6 separate regions of the Mus musculus genome follow, and regions 1, 2, 4, 5 and 6 are each linked to region 3. Evidence: chromatin contacts called from public ChIA-PET and HiChIP or PLAC-seq data. All regions are on one chromosome and are shown on one strand. Each heading gives the region's core, a stretch centred on a gene start, on an enhancer-like site or on the middle of the called end of the contact. The rest is flanking DNA. Distances are from core to core; before and after follow the strand shown.

Region 1 (2,700 bases), core at 153-2,652, 400 kb before region 3:
AAGGTTATTATTGCTGGGCTCGTATCGAGTTTAAGGCCAGACTGAGCCACGTGAGCTTTAGTAAAAAAAAAAAAGAAGAAGAAGAAGGAGGAGGAGGAGGAGGAGGAGGAGGAAGAGGAGGAGGAGGAGGAGGAGGAAGAGGAGGAGGAGGAGGAGGAGGAGAAGAAGAAGAAGAAGAAGAAGAAGAAGAAGAAGAAGAAGAAGAAGAAGAAGAAGAAGAAGAAGAAGAAAAGAAGAAGGAGGAGGAGGAAGGAAGAAGGAAGGAAGAAGAAAGAAAGAAAGAAAGAAAGAAAGAAAGAAAGAAAGAAAGAAAGAAAGAAAGAAAGAAAGAAAAGAGTGAGAGGAGAGAAGAAAAAGAATGGGGAAGAAGAGGAAAAAAGAAAGAAAGGAAAGAGGAACTGAGGGAAAGGGAAGATGGGAAGGAAGGAAAGAAAGGGCTAAGAAAGGAGGACAGGCATTTTGCACCTTCAGACACAGGGCAGATATCTATAGTGAATCAGATATCAGCTCTCGGCACTGAGCAAGTCAGTAAGTACATCAAAGTGCTGATATCACAGGGCAAGAGAAAGAGCAGATCTGCTTGCCTTTGTCTGTTAAACATATATAGTAACCCAGGCTGGAGAGAATGGAGGAGGGTGAAAGGGAGAGGGAGAGAGGGGAAGGGGGAGGGAGAGGGGGGAGGGGGAGAATGTATGCATGCAAACATGTGCCCTATGGCATATATGTTGAGACAGAGGACAACTTTCAGAAATTGGTTTTCTCCTTCCACCGTGCCAGTCCCCGAGATGGAACTGAGGTTGTAAGGCTTGGCTGCAAGCACCTTTAGCCACCAAGCCATCCTGCTTGTTTCCTCTCCACTTTATTTTTTGAGGCAGGACTTCTCAGTGAACTTGGAGCGTACCCATTCAGTTAGGTTATCCAAAGAGACAGCAAGCCGTAGGCGCTCTCCTGCCTCTACCTTCCCAAGGCGAGCGTTACCACATCAACCTTGTTTACATGGGTCTGGAGGATCAAACTGAAAAATTCACACTTGTACAGCTAACACTTTACCCATTGAGCCATTGCCCAACCCCAGATCTGTGCTGTAACTGTCATGAACCAAGCTCACAGTACACCATCCGTGGTTTCCTTGTGCACCCTGCCATGCATTGGGCACCTAGCACATAGGATATTCACTCTACCCTTGAGCTGAGGTTGCTCTCATAATCCCGAGGACAAGGAGCAAGCTCTGGTGCAGGCAGCGTGTGACAGGGTTCACGAGGGCTACAGATGATGGTCAGGGGCCCCTTCTCTGGCTTCTCCTCCTGTCATTCTTAGAAACACACTGTCTTATTACTTCCTTCCTTCATCCAGGTGGTAGCAACACAACCCAAGGAAAAGGAGAACTTGAGCAGGCTCTGGAGGGAAGGCATCCTGTAATTAGGGAAGTGGAAACTAGAACGGAGTGAAGAGCTGGGCTGTGAATGTCCCTATCTGCTCCCCAGGCTGTAAGCAGGGCCCTCTGTGGTGGAGGTGCTGGTCAGAACCTCCCCTGGAAGTCAAATAAAGGGCAGCTCATGAAGCAAGTGAGAGGGCAGATGGAGCGTGGTCCCTCAAAGGTACCATGTGTTGTCAGTACATCAGCACAGGGTCTAGCCTGAGATCAACATTGTAGCACTCTTCTCTTTGCTACCCCATGCTAGGCATCTCTCCACATTAGTTTCCTGGCCCTTTCTCTGCTTGCTTTGCTATCTTCTGTCCCCACCCCACCCCCATTTCTTGGTCTACAGAACATGGTCCAGTCTCTGGCTATCCTTTCTCATCTTTGAACCCATTAAAGTGGGGCAGGCTGGTTTGTTGCTAGCAAACACAATCCTTAAACATTGAAATTCTGTCCTTGCTCTCTAGGGCACGAAGACAAATCCATAGCAAATACTGAGCCTGAGTACCACATGGGTGCTGAGCTAGGTGGACCTGCACATTACCTGAGTCTGGGGAGCTAAATGCACTTGCTCTTTGCCCACGGCCCAGGCATTAAGGTATTTTACAAGAGCATTAGAAACAAACAGATGGACAATGATTGAAAGCAAATGGCTTTTGATAAGAGTGTGTAAATCCCAGGGTTAAACCCCTCCCATGACTCTCTGATTCAAGACACTCCGTAGCACCATTTCTGGGTTGGGGCTTGGGGGGGGGTGGCCTAAAGTCAAACTCAATTCTGACCCTTTGAGGTTTATGAGCTGCCTCAGTTTCCCCCTTTGTACAATAGCAGTGGCAAGAGGTCTTGTCTTTTTTAGATGGCTCCAAACATGGCAGGCACTGTACACCATTTTGCACAAGATGGCTAGGCTGTGTGTGAGCAATACAGATCGGCTGCTCTGATGATTGTACTAGTGTTATTTCTTAAGTCCTACTTCAACCTGGCATTCCAGTGCCTCCTGGAGGCAGGCAGGTAATAGCTGGGCTCAGAAAGAACCAGGCAAGAAGGGCAGCCTATGCTTCCTCTTTGTGACTATTTGGGGACTAAGCCCCTCATCCTTTGGCTTCTTCTGCAATGTGAAAGAGATGCTCCTGTCTGTTAGGGACTGGGAAAGATCAATGTAGGGATGTCTATAGAAGCAACGGATGCATAACAGATACTCAGGGAAGGCCACTTCCCGCTGCTTCCTGGTCCCTTACATAATTCTCTGCAGCCTCCTCCAAAGCTATCTCCTTGGCAGA
Region 2 (2,700 bases), core at 103-2,602, 490 kb before region 3:
TACGTGAGTGTAGTGCCTAAAGGCATCAGATCCCTTGGAAGTAGAATTACAGGTGTTTGTAAGATGTCTGATATAGGCACTGGGGTCTGAACTCATGACCAAGCAGTAAGAACTTGACTGCTGAGCCATCTCTCAGACTCTATACAGTACTTATTTATCTACATGCCCTGTTCTTTTTTAGTCTAGTGTTTTGTTTTGTTTTGTTTTGTTTTGTTTTGTTTTGTTTTGAGTATTGGGGGTTAAACATAAAAACCTTATATGTGTTAAGCAATGGCTTTACCTTTGGCCTGTATTTCTAGCCCTCATGTCTATTTCTTAAGAGTTAACATAAACTTTGTGTATCTTATAGTCTGAGATTCTATGGTCACTATCTTGACTATCTTAATACAGGGGAAAACGGAACCTGGAAGTTGTTCGTCCATAAATCTCACATTGCAATATGACTAAAGTAGAACATTGCATAGTATAATCCAGATGATGGCTAGTCAGGCTGTGGAAAGTTCCTGAGTGTCTGTCTTTCTCTTCTGGCCTTTAGGATACTATAAAAAGGTGGATGAAGGAAGCTTTGAGCAGATCAGGATATTTATCTTGAGGACATCTATACATTGGTCCTAGCATCATTTGGTCCTAGCCTTAAGCATGTATATAAGGTGTTTAAATCCTTTTGTGACAATATCATTTCCCTCCTCAACAGGAGATAAACCAGACTCAGGAAGGTGGCCCAAGAAGGCTACATGACTTGCATGTTCTGGAACTAGAGCTACACCTTAGTACTTGATGTCTCCAAATGCTACCCTTCCTTCACCTTGCCTGCCTGCCTCTAGGATGCTGGGGGCATAATATCATCAGATGCAGGTGGACCTGGGCAGGAGCAAACTCTGTCTTTCATCTTTTCAAATGCCCAAGAATAGTCTGTTATGTTACTAAGACTCATGATATCAGCCTCTGAAAAACTGTCTAGCAAAATACAAAATGTGCATGATTCTACACTTTAAAAATCCTGAACAATTTCACTGAGTTTTATTGTCTCTGAGCTGAGAAAGCAATGGGGTGGGAAACACAGCACATAGTCACATACAGAATCCAGCTATGGGACTCAGTGACAGTTTCTTTCCTGTCACAGGGCAGGATTGACTGGCTCAGAACATACAGGCCACCTAGAGACTTCCCTGTTAGAAATCAGCCTCCATGAAAGTCTTTTGTTCAAGTCTATCTTGATGCACTTACTGTGGTCCCCAAAGACTGACCAAGGCCACCCAAAGGGGAAGGAAGCTCACCCCTCCCAGCCCAGGAAGCCCAGTTTGCCGCCAGAGCACAGGCCCCAGAAAGTCTGAGCTTGCAAGATCCTTCAGGCCGGGACAGCTTTGCTAAGGTCATCAGATCTGCTTCTATATGTGAGCACAGTTGGGGTTGGAGGGGAAGGAAGAGCAGTTCCCCCTTCTCTGGATGCTTCCCTTTGTTATCCAGGGCCTTGAGAGGCCTGTGTGGGTGGGGAGGCATGACTTGGAATCCCACTTCTGGCCTGGTGCCTGGGTCCCCCAACAACAGATTGGCTTCAGAGTCACCAGGCTGGAAGCTGGCCTTGACCCTATCTATTCCCACCAGCACTCGCTCACCATGCAGCCAGTTCCAAAAATAGAATGCACTAGGGGGCCTTAGGGGCACCAGGCCCATGTACAGTATTGGCCTTCAGGCTCCAGAGTCACCTTCCTGTTCCCATTTATTTTTCCTCATTCTTTTCCTGCTGTCGTTTGCTAGTCCCTCTTCAGGGCTATCTCGATGCAGATACCCAGAGTCCAGTGTCCCATATTCCTGGTCATTTTCCATGTTCATTCCTGCTGGAGGAGATTGCCACCGATGACTGTAGTGCTTGGAGACAGGAGGAGTAGGAAGAATCATCCCAGCTTTTTACTCCTCAAATCATCTCCTGCCAGTGGGAAACTGAGCAAATGCCAGGACCCAGACCTCTTCTTTAACCCTTTCAAATCCTGGCACCTCAGCTGACATCCTGGATGCTGGTAAAAAATAAATGGTCTGGATCAGGAACAAGCTATTCGCCAGCTGCGTGATCTCATACACATCACCTCCATGCCTCAGTTTCTTTCTCTTTCAAAGAAGAGCAACTCCCATGTTCCCCTCTGGTCTGTGTTCTCCTGTGTGTACAGTGAGTCTGGGACATGGCAGACTCCTTTATCAGCCCTCAGTATCATCTCTCTACTCTATAAGGATCAAGGTGCAGGCATACACACTAGTTTTAGGCATGGGTATGGATTCTCCAAGCTTGGGAGAGAGTTCTTGAGAAATGAGAAATAACCATTCAAGTTATGGCAGTTTGCCCCAGGTCTGGAGTGTATCAGGGTTGTGGTGTCTGCAAGCTGCTGAAAGAAGTGAGCAGTTACCCCCGCAGTGATAAGAAAATAAAAGGGGTAGCAATGGTGAGGGTGACCATGATAATGGTGGCTGTAGTGGTTGTTTAGCAACAGTGGTAATGGTGTTATAGATGATACCAATAATAGGGCCAACAAGTGCAACACTATTGGTGGTAATACAGTACTTATGGTGATAGTTGCAATGAAGGTAGCCACAGGAGTACCAGCAGTACTAATACTAGAGAGCAGTGAATTTGCTTAACCCTTTCATGGACAGTTTGGATCCTTTTCCATCTCATTTGCTCTTCACAAGCTCATGCCTCCACCTCAG
Region 3 (2,700 bases), core at 143-2,642:
TGGCAGACATGAATGGATTCTCTGTTAACCCCGGGAATTCTTCTTGAAGGAGAATCCAGGATTCTGGTTTATGATTTTTGTGTTGCCAGACACTTTAATTGATTTGTTAATGAGCCCCAAAGTCTCAAGACTTCTGTGAGCGAAAGGCAGTTTGGAGTGAACGCTATGTTACAGTTGAGGTAGTAGGTACTGTTCAAACAGCTCTTGCTTTGAAGGCGTGGTCCCAAAATAATACTCAGAGGTGGAGCTTCGGAAAATAATTGGATCATTAACGGCTCTGGCTGGCTTAATCATCAGGCTAATTCACTGATCGATTCATACTTTGACAACTTTATGGGGAAGCAAAAGAGACTAGAAGATTAGACCTACTTGGGCTAGGCAGATACTAGGGAGCATGGCTTTGAAGGTCACACCCTGACTCTGACCCCTGTCCCAGCGCCATCCCCCGTCTTGCTGCTTCCTGACCTCCATGAAGTGAGCAGCCCTGACCCTGAGGTGGCAGCTAGAAGCTAGCTGAGTCACCCTGGGTTAGCACTGGGACCCGGTCAAACAAAATCAGGGTCCTTATCTCTTAGAAGGATCTGCTATGGGGACAAAGAGGATGCAGACCACAGACACCCAGATGGCTTACAAAATGCAGCTACAAGTTCTTCAATAGTCTTCCCACCAGGAAGTAGAGCCTTATGTCCCCCTGCATTGAATCCCAGTGTGCCAGGGATGGTAAACTCACTATAAGGTCTCCTCATATGGTGAGAGGAAGTGGCTTCCTGTGATGTCCAAGGTCAGTCGGAGAAGACCTTGCCATGGCAGCTATGAGGTGTACGCCCTACAAGATCCAACCTCTCTAAGACCACCACGCTAAAGAAGCCAGAGGCGGAGCCCCCCACTTAGCCACTCATGCAGTAAGAAAGGTAATTATGGGCTAGCCCACCCACCAATCACCCCGTGACCTTTGCCCCATAGCCAACAGATTGAGAGACAAAGCAATCCCTACCCCCCCCCCCAAAAAATTGAGCCAGAAAATGATGGGATTTAATAAAAACAAAAACAAAAAAATGCATTGGTTGTTGTCTACTAGTAGCACGTGGGGCGCTTTGTAACTCGGGAACAGATAAATGACAGGGGCCAGACTCCAGGGATGTCGAGATAAAATGAAACCATATACACTACATTCCCAGTACACAGCGGGCTCTCGGCAGCGGCGGATGTCAGATCACGTCCCATTCCTGGTGACAATAGACTTGATTGCCTTTCAGTTTCACTGCCTATTTTTATACTGTGCGACGCTAAATCGTAAATTACAAGCAGCTTAGCAGCCTCTGATTCCTACCCAGCACTCTGGGTTTTATTGGGCTCTCAAAGTTAGAGAAAGGCGCACATGGAAATTGGAGCGGCTCCTCTGCTCTCCTCTAGGGGCTCTGGAAGGAGGTTCTTCAGCCGGAAACTCCTAGCTTCTGACCGTGCTTCGTGCCCCCCCACCCCCACCCCTCAACTTCCACTCCCCGGTGGCAGGCACACCACGGTGAACAGGGGGCTTTCTGCCGGGAAGTTTGCAAGCGTTTTTTCTGAGCAGTATTGGTTTTCTTTTTTCTAGCCGGCGTAGATTTGTGAGCTGCAATGTGTTCCTGCAGGAAGGAGGCAAGCAGCCTCCCTTGGCAAGTCTCACCATGAAGTTATTTCTCGGATCCGCATCTAGAATTGGTTGTATAACTTGGTGATTGCCAGAAAGCATTTGGGAGCCAGATGGGTCTTGGCATGAACCCTGGCTCTTTTCCTTCCAGATGGAGAGAACTTGGGGGCAGATTTTTGTTAAAAAAAAAAAAACAAAACAAAACAAAAGGAAAAAAACCTCAGTTTACACTTTTGAGAAATGGGACTAATCATAGTGCCCTCTGGTAGTGCATTTGGGAAGCCTCAACTAGGTAAATACTCGAGGCCCTGCTCGAAGTCGGAGCTCACAGTCATTTTTCTGCTAACAGGAATCCTCATCGCTGGAGGCTACCCCGGCGAAAGTTGTTGGACTTGGCTCAGAAAAGCATAAGACGCCTGTGAGATTAGAAATTCGGATACAGAACGAACAGCATGCTGGTGTATACTAGACACTCCGGAAGCCCGGTGGCCTGCTACCGAACGCATTTGCTGCTACTTCTCGTAAAGCACGCCCCCCCCCGTTTTCCTGAGACCCCCCCTCTGCGGGATAGATGATGGCCATTGGTATTTACAATGAAGAGCAATCATTCAGCGTCTGGATGGAGGGCTCACCCAAGAGCTGCTAAACAGAAAGCTCTCATCTCTGTTTTCTCATCTTTAATACAAACTCCCATCCTCCATCTCCCTTCCTCCAGCCTCCAGCCTAATTCTGAACACCCCCACCCCCACCCCCACCCCCGGTAATGAACATTAGCTGGGAGGATGCTCTGGAAAAGCCGAGCTGGAAAAAGTTTCTCTGGAGCCCCACTGCCGCAGTCATTACATAACCAGCTCCCTCCAGCAGCAGCCTGAGGTTCGCTGTGGAGATGCTTCCATTTGTAGCCTCTCCAAGTTCCTCTGGTGCAGCGGCCCCCTCCTTCCAAGTCCCTTCCCCTCCTCTCTCTTCATGCCTGAGGTCTGGCTCCACTGGAAGCCACCCCCCCCACACACACACACACGCCACTCGCTCATTTTTTTCCACATAATATACTGCAGTTTATTACATAAGTG
Region 4 (2,700 bases), core at 13-2,512, 260 kb before region 3:
TTGGCTGCATATTGGAATCACCTGTGAAGGGTTTTAGACGCTTAACTCTGGGTCCTGTACAAGAGGGTGGATTACATGGGGTAAAGCTCCCAGGTAGCCACAGTATGGACTCCCCCAGATTGGGGAAACCCTAGCCATTGATGGAGACCAGAGGAGGTGAATATTCTCCCAGAAGGGAGAAGTCTCAATCATGTATTTGCTTTTGAAGTTTTATTTTATTATACTTATTTATTTGATGGGTATGTTCATTCCCACATGTGGACATGTGTGTGCCACAGCACACATGTGGATGTCAGAGGATAACTTGTATGATCAGACTCTCTCCTTTTGCTATTTGAATCCTAGGGATCAAAGTCGGTGGGTTTGTAAGTTTGGCAGCAAGTGCCTTTACCGGCTGAGACATCTCATTGGAACCTCAACCCCATATTTTTGTGGACCTCAGTCCTATCCATACCCTGGCACAGAGCATACTTACAGCAATATTAACATGGAGGACTGTAATGATAACGTTTACTGAGTGCTCAGTGTTGACCAGGCACTTCTGCAGAATACTTTTTAATACCCTTAGGAGATTCTCTAAGGGGATAGCCATGTTCTTTCCCTTCTCCAATGGGGAAGCTGAAGTTCTGAAGTCAGTAGTTTGCCCCAAGACTCACAGCTGCCATATGTGTCCAATTCAGTTTCAACTTCCTCATTCAGCATCTGAATTTCTTACAAAATTGCAGTATCCTCCAAGGCGTAACTAGTTAATTCTCCATCTGCTTTCAAAACATCAGGACCAAGACACTGTGTCCAGCCAAGGATGTCCTCATTTTTCCTAGGGTCCAAATCTGGGAGAGTATACCTGTAATTCCAAGACTGGAGAAATGGAAATAAAAAGATTCCTAGTTTGAAAACAGTCTGTATTACAGAGTAAGTGTAAGGCCAACGGAGGTTATAGTGAGTTCTTGCCTCAAAATAAAATAAGACAGAGTCAAACACAAAAAAATGAAGAGCGAGGGATGTGGCTTAGTGGTAGGGTTAGTCTAGCACACACTAGGTCTCAGATCGAATCCCTAAGGACACAACTAGGGAGAAATTCTTCTATGAAAATTTCTACCATGATTTTGCTACTTTCAATATTGATTCAATGTAATCAAAAGTCGTTGCCAAGAAAACACTTCTGATATTTTCTTTCATGTTGCCTCATTTGGATGATCTGTGTTGTCTTGCGACACTCTGGTGGCCTTGAACTAAACTATGAAGCAGGACTTCATGACAAAAAAAAAACCGCCAACATGACTCAGAGTTAATGCCCACAAGTGTGATGATGAAGAAAAGGCCAGTCGAAAGGGAGAAGTGGCTATGAGCAGGGAGTGGTGGCTCACTCTTGTAAAACCAGCCCTTGGGATGAAAGTGGGAAGGTCAGGAGTTCAAGGCCAAGTTCCACTGTAAAGATCTTGAGACAGGCCTAGGTTATAAACGAGACTGTATCAAAAGAGAAAATGAAGGGAATAAAAGAAAAGGTACTATGGGCCAGCACAGGGGACTCAGCTATGCAGCATGCCCCCAACCTACTGCCAAACAAAGCACCTTTACCAAGGACTTTTTTTTTCCAAAAAACAAAGTTACATGTCCTCATAGAGAGGAGTCCAGTGGCCAGGGCATCAAGAGTGGATAGACATCAAGCTCAGAAAAAGGCGGGAAGGAAAATTGACCATCTCCAGAGCCTTGAATTACAGTGGGGAGATAGTAGGTAGCTTGGAGAGAAATTGAACAGTATGTTTCCCATTAATCTGTGAGTAAGCTGGGTGGAGCCTTCCCTGGCTCTTAAGTTTCTGCTTTCCTTGATCCTGGGGAGAAAAGAACAAGGCTAAGGGCTTAGTTGGATCAATAGACCTAAAGAGCTTGGGAAGTTGAAACAAAACAACAGCAACGTGAATCCTTGAAACATCAAGGGAAAACTTGAGGGAAACTGCTGGAATACACCACGGAGCCAATATTTTGAAGGTTTGGAGGTAGCTTTGTTTGAAACAAGATATCATGTAGCCAAGGCTAGCCTTGAGGTCACTGTGTATCTGAAAAAGACCTTGAACTTCTGATCCATCTACCTCCACCTCCCCCAGGGCTAAGATTGAGGGCCTGTATCACCATCCTTGGTTTTGTTTGTTGGCTCTTATGAGGTCCTTGAGATCAAACATAAGGTTTCATACACTCCAAGCAAGCACCCTGTCTATAGACTGAGCTTGTGTCCAACCCCAAGCTCGCTTAAAAACTTTAATTCTGCTAATTGTGCATGTTCTCTTAACCTCCATGGATTCATATTATGAGCAGATTAGTGACATAGACCATATTTCTTGCCTTATTTGATCTGACAGTGTTAGTACAAAGGACTTACCATCATCCCATTTTCCAGAACAGTCTAAGAGAGGCTGAAGTGAGCTCTAGACTTTTGTCTCTCCATAGCCACTTGTCTTTCTTGAACAACTCAGTTGGCTGGTAAAGGTGATGGGGTGAGTGTTCTAGATAGAGCTGTCTTAATTCTGGTATGCAGATCCAACAAGGTGACACATTGACTTCCAGAAGGCCACTGAGCAAAGAGCATGACTGCAGAATACAACTATTGCTGTTTTGTTGTCCCCAAAAACTCAGGCATGTCATGGCTTCAGCTTCTGTGGAGTAGATAAGTCCAGAGTCCCCATAGCAGGGTTCATTCAAGAA
Region 5 (2,700 bases), core at 112-2,611, 470 kb before region 3:
CAAACAGGGAAGGTGTCTGTGGAATGTGGGCCTCAGTTGAGCACAGGGTGGTCCCTCTGGCAGTCCAGATTTGTCATGCCCCAGCTCCAGTACTTTATAGGGTTGTGGCTTTTGGGGTTATCATTTCATTGAGACCTAGAGGGAAGCAGATCTCAAGGGTGAAAGGAGAGTTCTCTGGAGCAGGGTGTGACTCCTGTGTGACTGATACAATGATGTTGGGTACACCATTTAAGCTCTGAGCCTCCACTTGCTTATCTAAATTATGGCAAAGGCAACAGTGCCTCCCTCCTAGGAACACCATAAGCATGCAATATGATCAATAGGTGAGATGCTTAGCAGGGTCCCAGGGACATCGTGGTTACTATTCAAATGCAGTCTTCCTGTGTGTTAGGCCGAGCGGTAAGTCATCCTCCTATGTGCTGGGCACCAGCATATTGTGTGCTCATTTCCAAATCTGGAAGGAAGCTGAGGCAGATGTCCCAGGACTACCCATATCATGGCTGAGCCTCATACCAGATCTACTGTTGTCCAGGCCAGGAAAAAGTGTCAAGGTCTCACTTATTTCTCAGAGTGGCTGGACCAACTACAGAACACCTAAAAGAAGCCATTTCCAGGTCCTGACGCTTAGGGCAGAATCCTGCCCAGCAGAAGGGTCATAAGAGATGAAGGACATGCCATGCTATGTGGGAAGAGTATGGCCTTGGCATGGCCCGGTAGCTCTCAAATCCCGGAAGAACTCATCACGGTAAGGTACATGGAATATACACATCACAAGGGCGTCAAGCTGGACACTCAAGTATCTCCTGGGCTTAAGGTTTACTTTCCGAAAGGTCCATTGGCCTGTGGTCTGATTCCAACTGTGACCGTCACCTTATGCCCAGCACCCTGACACTACCCAGCTTTTGGCAACATGTCAAGCCTGGGAAATACTCAGGCCACATCCAGACCATATTCTCACAACCCATCGTGGTCACGGCACCTCCATCACCTCATCTTGCTCCTTCTGGTGGGCAGGATTCTGAACTGCACCTTGGGGCCTGGAAACAGCTCGTGGATATGAGAGATGCAGTGCAGTTCCCCATCTATGCCATGATATGGGGACAAGCCTCCCGACTCTCCCCACCCCCCAGACCTTCCCCCCAGCTCAGCCTGCACAGATAAAGAGCATGTAGAATGTAGTACCATCAGGGCAATCCAGACTGGGATAGGAGAGCTGTCAGGATCGTCCAAGGCACTAGTTTCTTTTCCTACCTGTGGTGTGAACACAGTCCTGGAAGAACGCCCTGTCATATCATGTGAGCCCAAGGGTTAGGACAGGAAGTGGGAGCCAGCCCAGTCACAGCAGGGCAAACCACAAGCAGGAAATCTGGGCACCCCAGAGTTTGGATTCTTGCCAGGTCATCAGAGTGGTATCCCCTCCTTGACCCCCAAGGCCAGTTGATTGTTAGTGGTGACAGGTGATAAGGAACTGGGTTTTTGCATTGCAGTAGACAATTAGAGGGTAGGGGTGACTGCTTCAGGGAAGAAGACTTTCTAGAGGCAGCAGAGGACAGCAGCTAGCACTCTTGTCCTCAAAGGTGGGAATTGCAGCTCTTGGGTGTAGCTCTCCTTGGCATTCCATTTAGGCAAGGCAGGCGGCAGACCCCAGATGCTTTTTCTGTGTCTTGGACAGGGTTAGTCTAGCCTTTGTGTTTGCACAAACATGCCAAGCCTGCTTGCTTTAGACGTCACCTCATGGGACCTCCTCTGCCTTTGATGTTCCCAGGGAAGTCACATCTCTAGGTGCCATAAATCCAGGTTGGCTAGTCTGTGCTGTGGAGCATTAAGCAAGCCAGTGAACATCTCTCGTCTTTGGGTGTTCAAGGCAAAAATCATGGTGACCTCGAGATGGGAATCATCGCAATTGGCCAAGATAACAAGCATGAGGAATTTGGAACATAGAATAAACTAGATGTTAGAAACACTACTATAGTCTCACTCTATGGATCTTCTATTTTGAAAGAGTCCTCAGATACAGACATGGTTAACAATATTAGTTAAGCCTTAAATATCATTTACTATGTTTTGGGAATTATCCTTAATGTTTCATGTGTGAGTGTGTGTGTGTGTGTGTGTGTGTGTATGTGTGTGTGTGTTTAGTTATAAAAATTACCAGGGTGTACAATGGACTTTTATCACCATTGCATGAATGAGGATACAGAGACCAAGAAACTTTTCCAGAGTGAGGCAGCTGATTAGAACTGGTGCAAAATGAAGTCCAAAGCTGCTGGCTACAGAACCCACACAACTAGACACCACATTACTCTGTCACTGAGCCATATCCCCAACTTCTTTTTTTCTTTTTGGTTTGGAGACAGGGTCTCACCGAATTGCCAAGGTTGACCTTGAACTCACTCGGTGACCTTGAGCTGGTGTTCTCCTGCCATGGCCTTCAAAGTAGCTGGGATGAGAGGTCTTTGCCACTGATTTGGTAATTTGAGAGCAAAACCGAGTGGAAGTGGTTGGTCTCTGTGATTTTTCATCCTGTGGAGAAACCTGGCCTAGGTAGGCTCAGAGCCAAGGAACTAAGATGAGACAAAAGCCCTTAGTGGTTTCAGATTCTGCAACAGAGCGTGATGGACAAAGACCTTGCTGGTGTTGGTGGATGCCAAGTGACTGAAACAGACAGTGAATTTAAAAAAAGAGCAGTGTTTCATGGAA
Region 6 (2,700 bases), core at 169-2,668, 340 kb after region 3:
CCTGTCTGCTACCACAGGGCTAACAAGTGACAACCACTCACTCGATGGTCCCGGCAATCCTCCATGTCATGATTCCAAGTGGGGAACTCTGTGGCACAGAGAAGACAGCGTGTTGAATTCAGCCATTGAAGAGACCCACCGTGTACACATGGGCTTCTCCCAGGCATTGATCTGTCAGTGCATTTATTCTAAACAGATTTTACATATGCTATCGAAAGCTCCAAACTCGGTGCCCAAGTCACGTAAGTCCCTCTATTTGTGTTCAGACAGCAGCGTCGAGAAAGTGAGGGAGATTCAAACCTCAAAGGGACTTCATCTGTGGGTCGCTGCTGCTTCTCCTGGGGTGTCAAGGGACACGGGTGGGTGGCCTCCGGTAGCAGACGGCAGCCACCTGCTATGACTGAAGAGGAACCTCAAGCCTCAGTCTTGTAGCTTTAAGGGACTAAATTCTGCCAACACCTTGAACGAACGTGGCAGTGGATTTCCCTCCAGTGTCCGCAGACAGGAGTGCAGCTCCAGCTGATGCCCCACGGTCTTCCTGAGGTTCAGAGATGATAACACAGCTATAATGGGCCCTTACTTTCGACCTATAGAACTGCAGCCATTGATATGGGCTAGAGTTGCCAAGTGTATGCTGATTTGTTACACAGGGATGGCGCACACACAAACAGAGCAGAAAGCAAGAACTCCAGCTTAAAGAACCCTAAGTAGAACTTCTCTTCTGCCTTTTTTTTTTTTAAATATTTTTATTAGCTTTCACAATCACTGTTCCTATAGAGCATAAAACCCTAATCGCCACAGCTCTGGTTTTTTTTAGTTAGAAAAGGTTGGTTCCAAAACAATACTTATCACTGTTATTTTCCTTGACAGTGGTGATATGCTAGGCAGGCGTGAGTTCAGGCTAGTAGTAGCTAGTGAAATTCCTTTCCCATGCCAAGTGTTAGATAAAATCAGAAATCAACATCCTCATATACCAACAGTATTGAGGATTTAGGCTACAAAAAGAATATGCTTTCTTCTATGTTACTATGTCCAAAGGATCTCTGCAATGGATATTTGTACGTAAAAATATCATCCCACCTCCTATAATCTGTCAAACTACAGAGAGAAGGGAAAAAGGAGTGGATTTGTAAGTTCCTTCTTATACCCAAAGTATACCAGAGAGAGAGAGAGAGAGAGAGAGAGAGAGAGAGAGAGAGAGAGGGAGAGGGAGAGGGAGAGAGAGAGAGAGAGCACCACTCACTCATTTCTGTGAAGCAATGTAACAGCAAACTCCTGAGATCTGAGTTATTTCAGACAAACAGAAAAATGTAGCTTTGGGAGGAAGCTGGGAACTGGCCCTCCTGCATTAGACTGTAAGCCAGGGCATACACTGAGGAAACAGAGAAGGTTGGGTGAGACTTGTGGTCTATGTCTGTTTGCTCCGGGTCTGTGAGATGGGTGGGGTGAGGACCTTCCTGTTTATGTTCACATGACTAAAGCCCTTAGTTAGAACACCCCATCAAGAAACTCATGCCGGAAGTGGGTTTCCCTCGAGGGGAGCAGTTCAAGAAAGAAAAAAAAAAGGGAAAGCTACGTGGAATACACAAAACGCTCACACATGACTAATTGTGCCTTTTGCTGACCACACTGCTCCCAGAGTCCTTGATTCCTGACATATGTGACAAGTGATGCTAGATCCAAGGTGATGCAAGGGTCCTGGTGAGGAAGGGGAAGTGGGTGAAGTCATTTCCACTCATTCATTGTCTGGAGAATGTCTTCCACAGCTGACGACACTGCTCTTGACACCCACCCCACCATTCTGCTGACAGTCGCACTATTCCTAAACATTCCTGGTGATGATCTTTCCCATGACGGGAGGATCTACAGTAGGCTGGGTCTTGGGAGCCGTCAGGAGACTTTTGCTCTATCTCCTGGCTCCTCCTCTACCACTTTCCTTCTCCCATGCTGGGCTCCTGCCAGACTCAACTGTATCTCTTGGCACACACATGCTCAGGGTGGCAGTGTATGATGCCCAGCAGGCTAGTAAACAGATATCACATGGTCCTATGACTTGAGAGGGTACTGTGGGGACTACAGAGGATGCCAACTTGCCTGACTCAGTCTGGAGGAGGAAGAGGAGGAAAAGGAGGAGGAGGAAGAGGAGGAAGAGGAGGAGAAGGAAGAGGAGGAAGAGGCGGAAGGGGAGGAAGAAGAGGAAAAGGAAGAGGAGGAGGAAGAGGAGAAGAGGAAGAGGAGGAAGAAGAGGAGGAAGAAGAAGAAAGACCTGCAGCTAGCTTTGGATAGAACATTCCAGGCAGAGAGATGCACCAATCCATACAAAGACCTGTTAACAAGACTGAATGTTTAGGAATGGGCAGAGTCAGTGTGTAATCTTCTACTTGGAAAAGCAGTCGATGTGGGTGCTGGTCTTGGGATATTCTCTCTTCTATGTCCTCCCCTCTATCAAACCCAGTACCTCACACATGCTAGCCACCAAGATATAGTCCTCGGCCTTCGTCTATTTCTTACTAGGAACAATTTCTTTCTTTCATTTTTATTGTAATCTGTGGCAACATGTAAATGTGCTGCCAACCTTGAACCGTAAGATAGTGCAAAACAATATGTGTATGACACTGGCCCAATTCTTCTGAAACATGAACGGTGGCTATGGTGGGCACCGAGACTCAAGCCCGGGTCAGGCCAGTCTCTCCTGACTCA

Evidence for each region. ChIA-PET counts read pairs in DNA pulled down with a chosen protein or histone mark. HiChIP or PLAC-seq counts read pairs in DNA pulled down with a chosen protein or histone mark.
Region 1: a contact with region 3 is called in an H3K4me3 HiChIP or PLAC-seq map of bone marrow-derived macrophages, with 6 times the contacts expected there. The contact joins two enhancer-like sites. A contact is called at or near these places in 1 of 484 Hi-C or Micro-C datasets (uterus) and 1 of 115 datasets of contacts at active chromatin or transcription factors (bone marrow-derived macrophages).
Region 2: a contact with region 3 is called in an H3K4me3 HiChIP or PLAC-seq map of bone marrow-derived macrophages, with 3 times the contacts expected there. The contact joins two enhancer-like sites.
Region 4: an H3K4me3 HiChIP or PLAC-seq map of bone marrow-derived macrophages shows a contact between it and region 3, with 3 times the contacts expected there. The contact joins two enhancer-like sites. A contact is called at or near these places in 1 of 484 Hi-C or Micro-C datasets (nephron progenitors) and 5 of 115 datasets of contacts at active chromatin or transcription factors (T-cell acute lymphoblastic leukemia, bone marrow-derived macrophages, embryonic limb bud and 2 more).
Region 5: an H3K4me3 HiChIP or PLAC-seq map of bone marrow-derived macrophages shows a contact between it and region 3, with 3 times the contacts expected there. The contact joins two enhancer-like sites. A contact is called at or near these places in 1 of 15 datasets of contacts at CTCF or cohesin (large pre-B cells), 2 of 484 Hi-C or Micro-C datasets (bone marrow-derived macrophages and cerebellar granule neurons) and 2 of 115 datasets of contacts at active chromatin or transcription factors (bone marrow-derived macrophages and pancreatic cancer cells).
Region 6: a contact with region 3 is called in an RNA polymerase II ChIA-PET map of memory CD8 T cells, with 5 read pairs. The contact joins two enhancer-like sites. A contact is called at or near these places in 2 of 484 Hi-C or Micro-C datasets (cortical neurons and uterus) and 1 of 115 datasets of contacts at active chromatin or transcription factors (memory CD8 T cells).

What each region holds. Positions count from the first base shown.
Region 1 is chr8:115,554,348-115,557,047 of GRCm38.p6, reverse strand. No RefSeq gene overlaps it. Among named protein-coding and RNA genes, the nearest start is that of Gm39256, 89 kb to the left of the region's middle. Within about 2 kb of position 1,402, at least 31 of the 459 cell types and tissues checked have an H3K27ac peak or open chromatin away from gene starts, as enhancers often do. A contact at or near this core is called in bone marrow-derived macrophages, where this site is marked.
Region 2 is chr8:115,649,068-115,651,767 of GRCm38.p6, reverse strand. No RefSeq gene overlaps it. Among named protein-coding and RNA genes, the nearest start is that of Gm39256, 5.5 kb to the right of the region's middle. Within about 2 kb of position 1,352, at least 22 of the 459 cell types and tissues checked have an H3K27ac peak or open chromatin away from gene starts, as enhancers often do. A contact at or near this core is called in bone marrow-derived macrophages, where this site is marked.
Region 3 is chr8:115,158,788-115,161,487 of GRCm38.p6, reverse strand. The region is part of intron 8 of Wwox (WW domain-containing oxidoreductase); the gene reads right to left. Among named protein-coding and RNA genes, the nearest start is that of Gm39257, 200 kb to the right of the region's middle. Within about 2 kb of position 1,392, at least 143 of the 459 cell types and tissues checked have an H3K27ac peak or open chromatin away from gene starts, as enhancers often do. A contact at or near this core is called in bone marrow-derived macrophages and memory CD8 T cells, where this site is marked.
Region 4 is chr8:115,421,828-115,424,527 of GRCm38.p6, reverse strand. No RefSeq gene overlaps it. Among named protein-coding and RNA genes, the nearest start is that of Gm39256, 220 kb to the left of the region's middle. Within about 2 kb of position 1,262, at least 44 of the 459 cell types and tissues checked have an H3K27ac peak or open chromatin away from gene starts, as enhancers often do. A contact at or near this core is called in bone marrow-derived macrophages, where this site is marked.
Region 5 is chr8:115,625,277-115,627,976 of GRCm38.p6, reverse strand. It overlaps Gm39256 (a long non-coding RNA gene), which reads left to right. Exons shown (of 2, transcript XR_879215.3): 2 at 1-2,700. Among named protein-coding and RNA genes, the nearest start is that of Gm39256, 18 kb to the left of the region's middle. Within about 2 kb of position 1,361, at least 11 of the 459 cell types and tissues checked have an H3K27ac peak or open chromatin away from gene starts, as enhancers often do. A contact at or near this core is called in bone marrow-derived macrophages, where this site is marked.
Region 6 is chr8:114,814,274-114,816,973 of GRCm38.p6, reverse strand. All of the region lies in intron 8 of Wwox (WW domain-containing oxidoreductase), which reads right to left. Among named protein-coding and RNA genes, the nearest start is that of Gm16118, 110 kb to the right of the region's middle. Within about 2 kb of position 1,418, at least 88 of the 459 cell types and tissues checked have an H3K27ac peak or open chromatin away from gene starts, as enhancers often do. A contact at or near this core is called in memory CD8 T cells, where this site is marked.